3 separate regions of the Zea mays genome follow, and all the other regions are linked to region 1. A link is a contact called in public Hi-C data. All regions are on one chromosome and are shown on one strand. The core of a region is the stretch at or near the end of the contact, and the rest is flanking DNA. Distances in the headings are between cores, read along the strand shown. Region 1 holds the start of LOC100274092 (dolichyl-diphosphooligosaccharide--protein glycosyltransferase 48 kDasubunit). Region 2 holds the start of LOC542351 (kinase associated protein phosphatase). Region 3 holds the start of LOC542624 (cellulose synthase-4).

What was found. Hi-C and Micro-C count contacts between places; a contact is called where the count stands out from the background.
Region 2: a contact with region 1 is called in a Hi-C map of endosperm, with 3 times the contacts expected there. The contact joins the promoter of LOC542351 here to the promoter of LOC100274092 in region 1. A contact is called at or near these places in 9 of 25 Hi-C or Micro-C datasets (bundle sheath, ear, endosperm and 2 more).
Region 3: a Hi-C map of leaf shows a contact between it and region 1, with 4 times the contacts expected there. The contact joins the promoter of LOC542624 here to the promoter of LOC100274092 in region 1. A contact is called at or near these places in 2 of 25 Hi-C or Micro-C datasets (leaf and tassel).

Annotation. Positions count from the first base shown.
Region 1 is chr7:19,610,090-19,613,937 of Zm-B73-REFERENCE-NAM-5.0, reverse strand. LOC100274092 (dolichyl-diphosphooligosaccharide--protein glycosyltransferase 48 kDasubunit) reads left to right here and starts at 1,392. Exons shown (of 13, transcript NM_001148471.1): 1 at 1,392-1,730; 2 at 2,163-2,299; 3 at 2,386-2,511; 4 at 3,389-3,442; 5 at 3,582-3,695; 6 at 3,847-3,848. The coding sequence starts at 1,448. It overlaps LOC100272358 (oligosaccharide transferase1), which reads left to right. Exons shown (of 4, transcript NM_001317394.1): 4 at 1-764. The coding sequence ends at 513.
Region 2 is chr7:19,918,434-19,922,493 of Zm-B73-REFERENCE-NAM-5.0, reverse strand. LOC542351 (kinase associated protein phosphatase) reads right to left here and starts at 2,727. Exons shown (of 13, transcript NM_001111928.1): 1 at 2,538-2,727; 2 at 1-6. The coding sequence starts at 2,690.
Region 3 is chr7:19,138,897-19,142,980 of Zm-B73-REFERENCE-NAM-5.0, reverse strand. LOC542624 (cellulose synthase-4) reads left to right here and starts at 2,271. Exons shown (of 14, transcript NM_001112151.2): 1 at 2,271-2,613; 2 at 2,721-2,913; 3 at 3,262-3,506; 4 at 3,591-3,690; 5 at 3,781-3,970. The coding sequence starts at 2,590.

The DNA.
Region 1 (3,848 bases), core at 143-2,642:
GATCACCTGTCAAAGTACTTCCCAGATTCGGCACGGGTCATGTGTGCCCAGTTTAGTGCCTTCATGGGCATCCCGTTTTCTTGGATCCTCCTCACAGTCATCCCCCAGTCAGTTGACTACTGGTATGCCTTCGCCGTCACGCTTTTCTTCATGGGCATCACGATAAGCTGGTGCGCCACCTCGGCAAACAACCCCATGTTCGCCGAGGTGGTCCCTCCCAAGCACCGCACCATGATCTACGCCTTCGACCGCGCGTTCGAGGGCTCATTCGCCTCGTTGGCTGCCCCTGCCGTGGGCCTAATCACCGAGAAGATCTATGGCTATGATACCAAGACCGTGAACCTTGCGAACGGGTCAGCGGAAGGGGCGTACGCGCTCTCAAGGGGGCTGCTGACCATGATGATCGTGCCTTTCGGTGTGTGTGTCCTGTTCTACAGCCCCCTGTACCTTGTGTTCAAGCACGACAGAGAGAACGCTAAATTTGCCAGCTTCAAGGAGCAGGAGCTAGTATGATCAATGATCATACGAATGTGCTTCCTTGGTCCGCATTCATAACCTCTCGTCATCCCGGGCTGGAGCTTTGCGTGATGATTATGAAGATAACTGCCTTGATCGGCATTCAGAACATCTGGTCATACCGTCCTGGGTCATTCTGAGTTTCTTGTTGAGATTATGGCAATTGTGCCACGGAGAGGTGTGGATCAACGTTTGTTCTGGCAGATTTTGAAGATTGTTATAAGGCGACCTTTTTTTTTGTGCTGATCACCTATCCAGAAAGCCATGGCTTCTCCCGACGACTGATTTGTGTTGTTAAGGGATGATTTGCTTTTTTGCATGGCTTCTCCTGACGACTGATTTGTGTTGTTAAGGGATGATTTGCTTTTTTGGTAATTCTTAGTCTTACAAGAGAACCCCAAGGAGAAGCATATGATATGATCTGAACCATGCTGAATTGCTGATGTTACATGTAGTTGGAACAGATCACTAATAATGTTCTGATCACTGGGATCAGCTCGTTTTCAGTAATCTTTCTGGTTTTTTTTTCGCAGGAAAAAATTTCTGTGTTTTTTTTGGGAAAAACACAGGAAATTTTGCTTCTGTTGATTATGAAAGCAGTGCTAGCAGTTTGATTTCATCTATTAAAACTATGTGCGGAAGCAAATTCCGCAAAGAAGCAAAGGAAGAAAATGGAAAATGCTAGCTGCCTCACGTGGGACCTCCTGTCAGAGACAGACCCCTTTGCACGCTTTGGAGCCGCAGCAAAGCTCGAACTCGATCCGGGTCTCCGGGCCATTCGATCTCCGATCGGACGGCCCAGACAGCTCACTTCCTCTCCACCTTTGCACGCTATAGCTCCTCTCCGAGTCGTCGTCTCCGTCGCTGCCTGCTCTGCTTGCTGCGCCACTCCAAACCCAACCCAAAACCCCCACACGAGATCTGCGCAGCAATGGCGACGCGGTGCCACGTCCTGCTCCTCCTCGCCGCCGCCTTCGCGTCCCTCCTCGCGCTCGTGGCCGCGGAAGGGGGCGAAGAGGGGCCCCGCGGGCGCCGGCTGCTCGTCCTCCTGGACGACCTGGCCGTGCGGTCGTCGCACTCGGCCTTCTTCGGCTCGCTCCAGGCGCGTGGGTTCGATCTCGACTTCCGCCTCGCTGACGATCCAAAGCTCTCGCTCCACCGCTACGGCCAGTACCTCTACGACGGCCTCGTGCTCTTCGCCCCCTCCACACCACGTAATTGCTCCTTTCCTGCCTCGCCTCTCGGGGATCCCGATCTGTGTTGTTGTTGGTGTGTTCTGGTGATAGATTCGACGGGAATAGGGATGGTTTGCGTGCGGAGTCTGACTGCTTTTCTGATCTGACCCGTACTCGTGGAGTGGAGTTCTGTGATCTGCTGCGGGTAAATGGCAAATTCGGGATTTCGCGGTAGAATTTCCCGTGACCGGAGGATTTATGCAATCAGGTTCACCTGAAAGTTGACGGTAGCCAGTTAGTTCCAGTTGAAAGAAGCGGACCTAAGGGTATTAATTGTTGCCTGTCGCTATTGACTAGATTACTGCAGCTCTTTGCTCGACTAAACTACTGAACGGGCCTTGATCTCTGCCCATGATGTAATACTTGATTGAACCCGATTTGTTTTTAAAGCCAATCTTTATTTCACGTCAGGTTTTGGTGGATCAGTGGACCAGAACGCAGTCCTCGAATTTATTGATGCTGGGCATGACATGATCCTGGCGGCAGATTCCTCTGCCTCTGATCTCATTCGTGGCATTGCAACAGAGTGTGGGGTTGATTTTGATGAGGCAAGTAGTTTCTGTGGCCTGGCATCTTCCTATCTTTAACATTTTCGTTGACCTCAATGAGCCAACATTGTTTTTGATGATTTCAGGATCCAGAGGCAATGGTTATTGACCATATGAACTATGCCGTCACAGATGTTGAAGGTGATCACACCTTGATTGCTGGTGACGATCTTATCCATTCGGATGTGATACTAGGGTCTGAAAAGATTGAGGTTAGTAGCGATGCTAAGAATCTTCATAACCTTTCTAACCTTTTACACATTTTCATGTTCATTGGATTAAACCGAATTGAGGTTGAATGCTTGTGTGCACTCTTATTCCGAACTTATCAATACACAATTCTGTTTTGTTGTGGATCCATAATTTAATATACTTAGGCACTCAGCATTAGAGCACTATACTACACCTAGTAGCTAAAACTGACTATGAAATACTGAATACTATTGACACAATGACTACTGATTTTTTTGTTCATTATAACAGTTTGGTTGAGAATATTAATCTACACCTAGGGTGTAGAATAGCATGTGTATACTAAGCATTCACAGTTAGCAGGCTTTCTGTTCATCTTTTCTATCACAACACTACAACAGTGATAATCTTGACTTGATCTTGTTGGCCGTACTACCTAAATTTTCAGTTAAAGTGTGCCCATATATTATGTCTTAATATGCTGTTCTGTACATCTGTGCCTACTTCTATATTCAGTCTGGGTTACTGTACTGAGTTTTTCCATGGTTAACCAATTGATAGTATTAACTTAGATACTTATGTCTAAAAATATGTCTGTTCCAATTAAAATTAGCTACTTATATATATATCTGGAGTTCATTGCTGACTAGAGTTGGCTTAGCTATAATATTATTTCTTAACATTGCACTTTTATGAAGATGTGGTGTAAACTTGCCATATATATCTGGAGTTCATTACTGACTAGAGTAGGCTTAGCTATGATTTCTTAACATTGCACTTTTACGAAGATGTGGTGTAAACTTGCCAAGTGCTTCTGTTTAGCGTTTTCTTTTGCATTTTGGGCAGTGCTTAAATGTAAATTTGTCTTCTTTTAAATATTTTTCTCCATATTTCTAGGCTCCTGTATTGTTTCGAGGAATTGGACACATGGCTAATCCATCAAACAGTTTGGTATGTACTTTGGATTCTGCACAGTGATATTTGCATGTCCAACTATTAGTTGCATAACTCTGTTTTATTTCTGTAAAACATGTACTTTTATGTGTTCCCCTATAATCGCCTATTCTCCTCTGTATTTGGATATTCCTAGGTTCTGAAGGTTCTATCAGCCTCTCCATCAGCATATTCAGCTAATCCAAAGACTAAGTTAGCGTCTCCTCCATCGCTCACTGGGTCAGCTATATCATTGGTTTCGGTTATGCAGGTAATAAAATTTGTTTTATTTGCTTATTGTTATTAGTGGGCTAGTCATTCCATTGCTCATTGTTCTGCATCCATTAAATGTATGGTTGACCTGCCAGAATCCATGTATGTTGCCATTCATTCTCTCTGATAAATTTTATGTCTTCTTGAAGGC
Region 2 (4,060 bases), core at 1,478-3,977, 310 kb before region 1:
CTCATCCTGCAAGTAGAGAGTGTAAATCATTGAGACACTAATACAAGTACATTGACATTGCAATTAAAGAAAAGAAAATATTGATGCAGATCGTGTAGCGGGAATGCCTCAGTACACAATTACATTTTGTATACCTAGTTATCATAAGCATTACATGAAAAGCAAAGGTCAATAGATGTCACTATCACTCCACAGAAATTATTAAGTGACATGTCTATCGTTAAGACCATGGACCATTGAATTAGTTTTGACCTATGTTTTCTGGTCGCTCGACCAGCTAGTCGAACTGGGGGACCGACCAGCGACTAATCTCGATTAGTCGTCGACTAGGTCCGACTAATCGAGCTCTGGTCGACCTGGTCGTTTACTGGTCGTCCTGTTCATCCAGGAGACCAGGACCTATGTATATACTATATAATATATACTACTATACTATATAGTAAATAATTATATAACTATATAGTATATATGAACTTCATATACTATATTATGAAGGATAGGGTAAACATGACATGAATTCAGCAATACTGAAAAGTGAAAACAGCAGAGAAACACTTACTAGTTATTAATACTACAAGTCCAAGATACCAGTACCAGATACCAGATACAGCAGAGAAACAACAGAGATACTAGTTATTAATCTGGATTTCTGGAGTCCGTCGGTGAAGTCTGGAGTCCGTCGGTAAAGTCCAGAACTTGGAAGTTGGAAGAACTGGATTCGCGCGTGCTGGAACTCGGGATTGGAATGGATTCGCGCGTGCTGGATTGGAAGTCTGGAGTGGATCAGTGGACTTTGGAAGCCTGGATTCCAATTTCCAGAACAAGAACTCAAGAAGAGCCGCCAGAGCAGGTAGGGAATTAGGGAAATAAAGAGAAGACAGAAGAGGCGGCTGCCGGCTGGCGTTCCATCTTCAGTAGAGACGGCTGGCGTTTCAACTGCCTGTAGTCGGGCCGCCCGCCAAAAAAGCCCACGAAGCCAGGAAATAAAAAAATCTAGGTCCTAAACCTAGTCGCCCAGAACTGGCTAATCGAGCGACTAATCGGCCCTAATCGTCGACTAGTCGGACGACCAGGGCGATTAGGTACTCTAGTCGAGTCGGCTGCCTAATCGAGCTCTGCTAACCGACTAGCCCGACTAATCGCGACTAATCGCGATTAGTCGGACGACTTGAAAACACAGGTTTTGACTAACCTTATGTCATGACTTTCGACACAACTTTTTATTCCTTTTTTTTTCTTTTACTTTTATGACTGACCTGCTTGTGTGAACAAATGAGTTCTTCACGATAACCAAAGCTCCTGCACAAAAACAATGGAATGAAGGAAGTCCAAATTGCAACTTGCCCTTGACATCCTATTGGGTTAAGGGGTGGTTGGTCTATAACCTAGACTTCTTTTTGGGTTAAGAGTGTTGTGTGTGTGTGTGTTTCTTTTCTTTGTGCTCTTTTTTCCTCTCTATATATAATATATAAAGATGCACAGTTCTCCTGCGCTCATATGAAAAAGGTCCAAATTTAATCCTTCTTTCAGATTCCTTAGGGTGTACTTGGTTGCCTGGATAGCTAGAGGTAGCCTCGGTGGGCTTGGACATGCAATGTGGGTCTGTTTGGTAGGTTTACTGTGCTAGCTGGGTCTTTCCGGGTTAATGAATAGGCTTTAGTCCCGAACACGAAGCCAAGCAAGGCCAAGCGGGCGCGCGCAAAAAGCCGCATCAGCGTTGGACAAGCCAGGCTTGCTGGGAATGGCGGGATCGAGCATTCCCAGGAAGACAGGCCAGCCCCCCTACTTTGCATACTTTGTGCCAGGCTTAAGGCCTTATACAGCTACCAAATACGAGAGAGTTGCATTAGGGATGCCTGGTTAGGCCCTTAGCCAGGCAACCAAACACACCCTTGTAGAACTAAGTGTCATTGCCTGGCTCACAGCATCCAGCATGTTCTGGTGCATAATAGCTCCGAGAGATTAAAAAAACTTCTTATTAAGGAGTTTCTTGACCGCTTGGGAACTAGATACTCCTTACTCATCACGATCCATCAACTAAAAAATTAAAAGGCAATCATTTGGTATCATGATCACTGGACACCAAAATGTAACAACAATACTTTCCTCTCACTGATGGCCAATTCATATCGATTGATAGCAACATAAGCAGCATCGACAACCTAATCAACCTTAAGCATGCCTCAACTACTACAGTGGCACAACAAATCAAACAGCCTCAAACCATCAATGCAATACTATTTATCTACAATACTACAAGAAACAAGCCAACTAGAGATGGACCTCAACACCCTAATCAGAATCACCAACGTTTGAAGAAATCACACAGAGTAGAGAAAATGCGCCGCAGGACATGCCCAAGAATTCTCCACTAATGGTGCGGCAGCAAGGACCCCGAATCCCCAATCGACCGGCGATCCTCGTGTATATTCTTCCAAGAAACACCGAGACCAGAGATTCGCGTAAAAAAGCATCGAGGTTTCGCATCCTGGCGATTAGAAGCAACAAGAAGAGGACAAGAAAGCTTGGGCCTTCACCTGGACAGCGACCGGGGTCGGGGCCACCGCCGCGGCCTGCAGCGGGTGGCGTTGCCGCCGCCGCCTGCATCGCCGGAAGGCGAAGACGACGAGGACGAGGATGGAGAGCGCGGCTACGGCAACGGCGACGAGCAGCAGAGGAGGGACGGCCATGGAGGGTAGGGAGAGGGGAGGGGGGCTAAGATGGCTGCATCGCCATCGCCATTTCTTTGCTGTACGCGTGCGCGTGTGTTAGTCCGTGGGTTTGTTGGGCCTATTTTTGGGAGCCAAAGCACTTTTTTTTTTGTTGTTGGGGGCAAGGCAACACACATGAATCTTGAGCTTCCGCCCACACTTTCCTTGCGAGTTTTACTTTTCGTTTCTGGTTTTGTTTGATTGATTGTTCTTATTTTCAGAACCGGTTAACGGTTTATATATTGTACGGCAATTAGCATATAATTGCTTGTTATATTTAGTCTAAGTTTTTAAATTAAGGAATAATGGTCCATATACTGAGAAATGTGATTTTTCTTTGCTTTTGGATCCGTTATGTTGTATATGCATTGCTTTTTGGATGACTGCATCATCTTTGAAAAAAATATATGCGTTGGGTTAGAATCCTCCATGTAGCATATAATTGATCCATTGATTTATTTATCTATTTGTTTATATATCATTCTCACTTAGGATCTCTTTAAAAAATCTTCAATAATTAATAAGACGACATACATATATTTTTTTGTAGTGAGGTGGATAATTTGATGAATTGAGGCACCAAATACCATGTTTAGAGATGCATAAACCATAAACAACGGGGTTGATATATAGAAAGAGTGGTTACATTAGGGTAGGGGTGTTTGTCATTATCATGTTGCACCCAAAAAACAGCTCTACTCTAAATTTCAAGAAGCAGTATAATAGGTACTTCCTAAAAATGTGTATAACTACCAAAACTATACAGTTTATAACTTTGGAGTTGGGATATTTGGCTGGCTCAGACGAGCTTCTGCTTGGAATTTTGCTATGAACCATACCAAACACCTTTTAGTTATACAATCTTCTTCATATAACTTTTTTTCATTTTCGTACCCAAGATTTGCCACTAAAAATTGCATAACTTAAATGGACCCATTCCATTTACTTCACCATGCCTAGTGGAGGTATAAGAGAAGGGAAATATTAACACCTTCTAAGAACTAGTTTGGGACCCTATTTTTCAAGGGAATTCTATTTCTTAAAGAAAATTAGTTCATTTTTCCTCGGGAAATAGGAATCCCTTGAGAATTTTCTCAAACTAGCCTAAATTGTTTAGACTGTCTTTAGTGGTTTCCTCTAAATTTCCCCCCTATATCCCATTAGTGTGTCACATCAGCACACTCTCTCCTCCTATATCTCTACCCTCCACAGCGATTCACTCTAAGTTCTCCCCTTCACTAGCAAACACTTTCTAGCACGCACATCGACGCTAGGAGGGTTGCTGCCGCACCCCACACATTTGGTGATATATTGTGCTAGCAGCTATCACATCGACGCTATAGGCGTGA
Region 3 (4,084 bases), core at 1,022-3,521, 470 kb after region 1:
AAGTGTGTGTTTGCGAAGAGAATTAAAGGCAGGCCGGCACAAAAGGTACCCCGACGATGGCGAGTGGTCATTGTTGTCGGTCCACCTCTGCTCACCTCCGGTGTCGAGATGACGCCACAATCCTTGATATAATAGTCGTCGAACGCGCGCGATATGGTGAGTACCGATCACTCTTGGCTGGGCTGCCAAATGAAGTGCACCCCGGGCTCACCAGCGAGGTAGTACACCTGGTCGTTGCACCACCAGATGTGCTACTCCTCTACATACATCTTGTTCGAGGACACTCACACAACAACAACAATGGTCATCATTCCAGCGCACAAGAATTCATGGTCGGTCAGTAGCGACTTACGTGGCAGGTTAGGCTTCAGGTGGATGATGAGCTAGACGGCGTGATGACGTCGTCGTAGGTTGCGATGCCCAGAACAACCCGAGAGTTGTCGACATTGGCGACGACCATGAGGTCCCCATGTTTGACGATGGACAGCGCGGTGCAGCCGCTCTGGACCACGTCCAAGCGGCGGCTGCGCCGGAGCTTGCCGTACACAGCGGCGCATGGGCCATGTAGGACTGTTTCCAGAGTTCGAACTGACAGTCGCCAAGTTTCTTCTCGTCGTCGGTGAGCGACGCCAACGCGAGCGCCTCGTGCTAGTGGTGTTTGTTCGGGGTTTCCAAGTAAGAAACATGGATTCATCTTTGACATTGGTTTATGAAAATGATTTATAAGTTAGATCCATAGAAAAATATTATGGAGAATAAATGTTACACATGCAAAAAAAGTATTTAAGTTGAAAACATTATTCAAACAAAAGAAATTGCATGCAAGGCTCTTCTTTAAATACTACTCCCTCAATCCAAAAATATAATTTAATAATCTCAGTGATACTTATCTACTACTACACATTGTGCAAGGGTAGCAGGTGGGCTTCGGGAGAGATGTATTATATGTTTTTACTATAATAGATGTAGACATAAACACATATGTGGTGTAGTGGTAGCTATAAACACATTTATTTGAAAGGTCGCGGGTTCGAATCCCCTTTTTTAATTTAATTTTAGCTAGACGTGGGATGCACGTGGGAGCTGGGAATGAGAATGAGCTTTGCAGTGAGGACGGAATGGGAATGGCAGAACACGGAATGGGGCAGCCTACCTCTTACCGTCTTAATAGGTAGTAGAGATATAATCCAGCTTATGGATTATATAAGCACCTAATGGTTGTTTGTCTCTTAACTTGGATTATATAATCTAGAGGGTAAATAAGCAGGACCTTAATAAGGCATTCTTTGGAACGCAGAAATTTCACACGAATGATATATGAATTTCGTAGGAATTAGTTCAAAAACACAGGAAAAAGAGAAGGATTTAGGAAGTTATCCTTTGATCCAAAGGAGGCTTAAATGTCCAATTATATGATAGCTTTTTGCAATATGCAGTTTTTTTTCCATGTGTGTCGATATATGTTAGGAACTCTAAATAAATGTTCTACCCGTTGAAAATATCTAAATAACCGTACCTACTGTTGGCACCAAGAGACATATGGAAAAATCCTTGTTGTGTACGATGTTAGGGCATGTACAACCTAGACACGGCTGCACGGTACTCCAAGTATAAGATACAATTAAAACACAACATAATACAGTGGTCATGTCTAAAACATGTGTCTTACGATATTTATTGTACCAATCAGAGAATTCAATAAATTAAAGTAACCAATCAGCTAGTCTCCTATCTCAAACATAGAGCTAAGACACTGTGTCTTCGTCAAGATACGTGTTTTGAGTTTTTTTACATTCACCCCCCTAGACATACTCTAAGACACAACTTAAGACACCCATTGTACATGCCCTTATAGTGTATGTTACATGTAATAATAACCCTAGGAGTCTTGCATTGCATGATCTTTTTGCTTTCGTTATCAGTAGAACCTGTCATAAAAACCCTAATTACTCCCTACATTAGCATTGATCTATCTAAAATAACTATAGATCAGTAATGATGAGCTGTTGGACTTAATTTATGGGAAACACACACGCCACATTTCACACTCGTGGACCTAGCAATTAGTCCGACCCCCAGGCTCCAGCATATATCCTCCGTCGGTCCTCAGGACCGACAGTGAGCTCTCACTGCCAGGCGGGCCCCCCGCGGCGCCAGCTCACCCTTCTTCCACCTCCGCCTCACTGGCACACATGCTCCCCGACACCGCCTCCCGCCAACTCGGCGTTAAACTAATCCCAACCCAGCCCACCAGAGGCACGCGAATTAACTAGGATCAAAACCGTCTCGCCGCTGCAATAATCTTTTGTCAATTCTTAATCCCTCGCGTCGACAGCGACAGCGGAACCAACTCACGTTGCCGCGGCTTCCTCCATCGGTGCGGTGCCCTGTCCTTTTCTCTCGTCCCTCCTCCCCCCGTATAGTTAAGCCCCGCCCCGCTACTACTACTACTAGCAGCAGCAGCGCTCTCGCAGCGGGAGATGCGGTGTTGATCCGTGCCCCGCTCGGATCTCGGGACTGGTGCCGGCTCTGCCCAGGCCCCAGGCTCCAGGCCAGCTCCCTCGACGTTTCTCGGCGAGCTCGCTTGCCATGGAGGGCGACGCGGACGGCGTGGTGAGTGGCGGGAGATCTCAGCTGCATTCCGTTCCGTGCTGCGGGTGGATCCTGGGAGAGAAAGGCTGACGAATCTCGTGATCCGCTGTGTGCGTGTGTGTGTGCAGAAGTCGGGGAGGCGCGGTGGCGGACAGGTGTGCCAGATCTGCGGCGACGGCGTGGGCACCACGGCGGAGGGGGACGTCTTCGCCGCCTGCGACGTCTGCGGGTTTCCGGTGTGCCGCCCCTGCTACGAGTACGAGCGCAAGGACGGCACGCAGGCGTGCCCCCAGTGCAAGACCAAGTACAAGCGCCACAAGGGTAATTCTACAGTCCCTTCTACATTCCATTTGTTTGGTATAGCTATCTCTGAACCTAATTCTGGAGTGACTACGAAAGTTCGGATCTTTGATCAGGAGCAGCAAAAAAATGGTATTGTTTCTATTTGTGATGGATCCCATGGCTTTTTTTGTCAGAGAGGGCATATTAGCTCTGTCGCTATCACTGGATCCTAGACTTGTCTTCGTGTGAATTCTTAAATTGTAGTTAGGGGGGAAACAATAACTGGAGTTGCATACGATGTGACATCCTGGACTTTGCTCAAGAATAGCAAAAAGATGATCGGCAGGTTTTGTTAAGCATTCTCTGAGCTGTGTATGAATCCTTCAGGGAGCCCGGCGATCCGTGGGGAGGAAGGAGACGACACTGATGCCGATAGCGACTTCAACTACCCTGCATCTGGCAATGAAGACCAGAAGCAGAAGATTGCCGACAGAATGCGCAGCTGGCGCATGAACGCTGGGGGCAGCGGGGATGTTGGTCGCCCCAAGTATGACAGTGGCGAGATCGGGCTTACCAAGTATGACAGTGGCGAGATCCCTCGGGGATACATCCCATCAGTCACTAACAGCCAGGTTGGTGCCACTACTACTGAGGCATTGTGCTAAAAAAAATTCTTAGGATGTGCAATTATGCTTACTTTCTGAGTTGATCTGCAGATCTCAGGAGAAATCCCTGGTGCTTCCCCTGACCATCATATGATGTCCCCAACTGGGAACATTGGCAAGCGTGCTCCATTTCCCTATGTGAACCATTCGCGTATGTTTATTTCTCGCCACGGTCTCTCATGTTTGAGATTGCGCCTGTGTGATGTGAAGATCTAAATGATTGTTTCTTGCTCCTTGCCAGCAAATCCGTCAAGGGAGTTCTCTGGTAGCATTGGGAATGTTGCCTGGAAAGAGAGGGTTGATGGCTGGAAAATGAAGCAGGACAAGGGGACGATTCCCATGACGAATGGCACAAGCATTGCTCCCTCTGAGGGTCGGGGTGTTGGTGATATTGATGCATCAACTGATTACAACATGGAAGATGCCTTATTGTGAGTTTCAACACCCTCCTTCAGCTCACTCATGTTTTACAGGATGGTATGTTGTTTAGTTCTAATGTTTTATTTAATTAGCATGGTTACATTCACAAAAAAGGAAAACAAAAA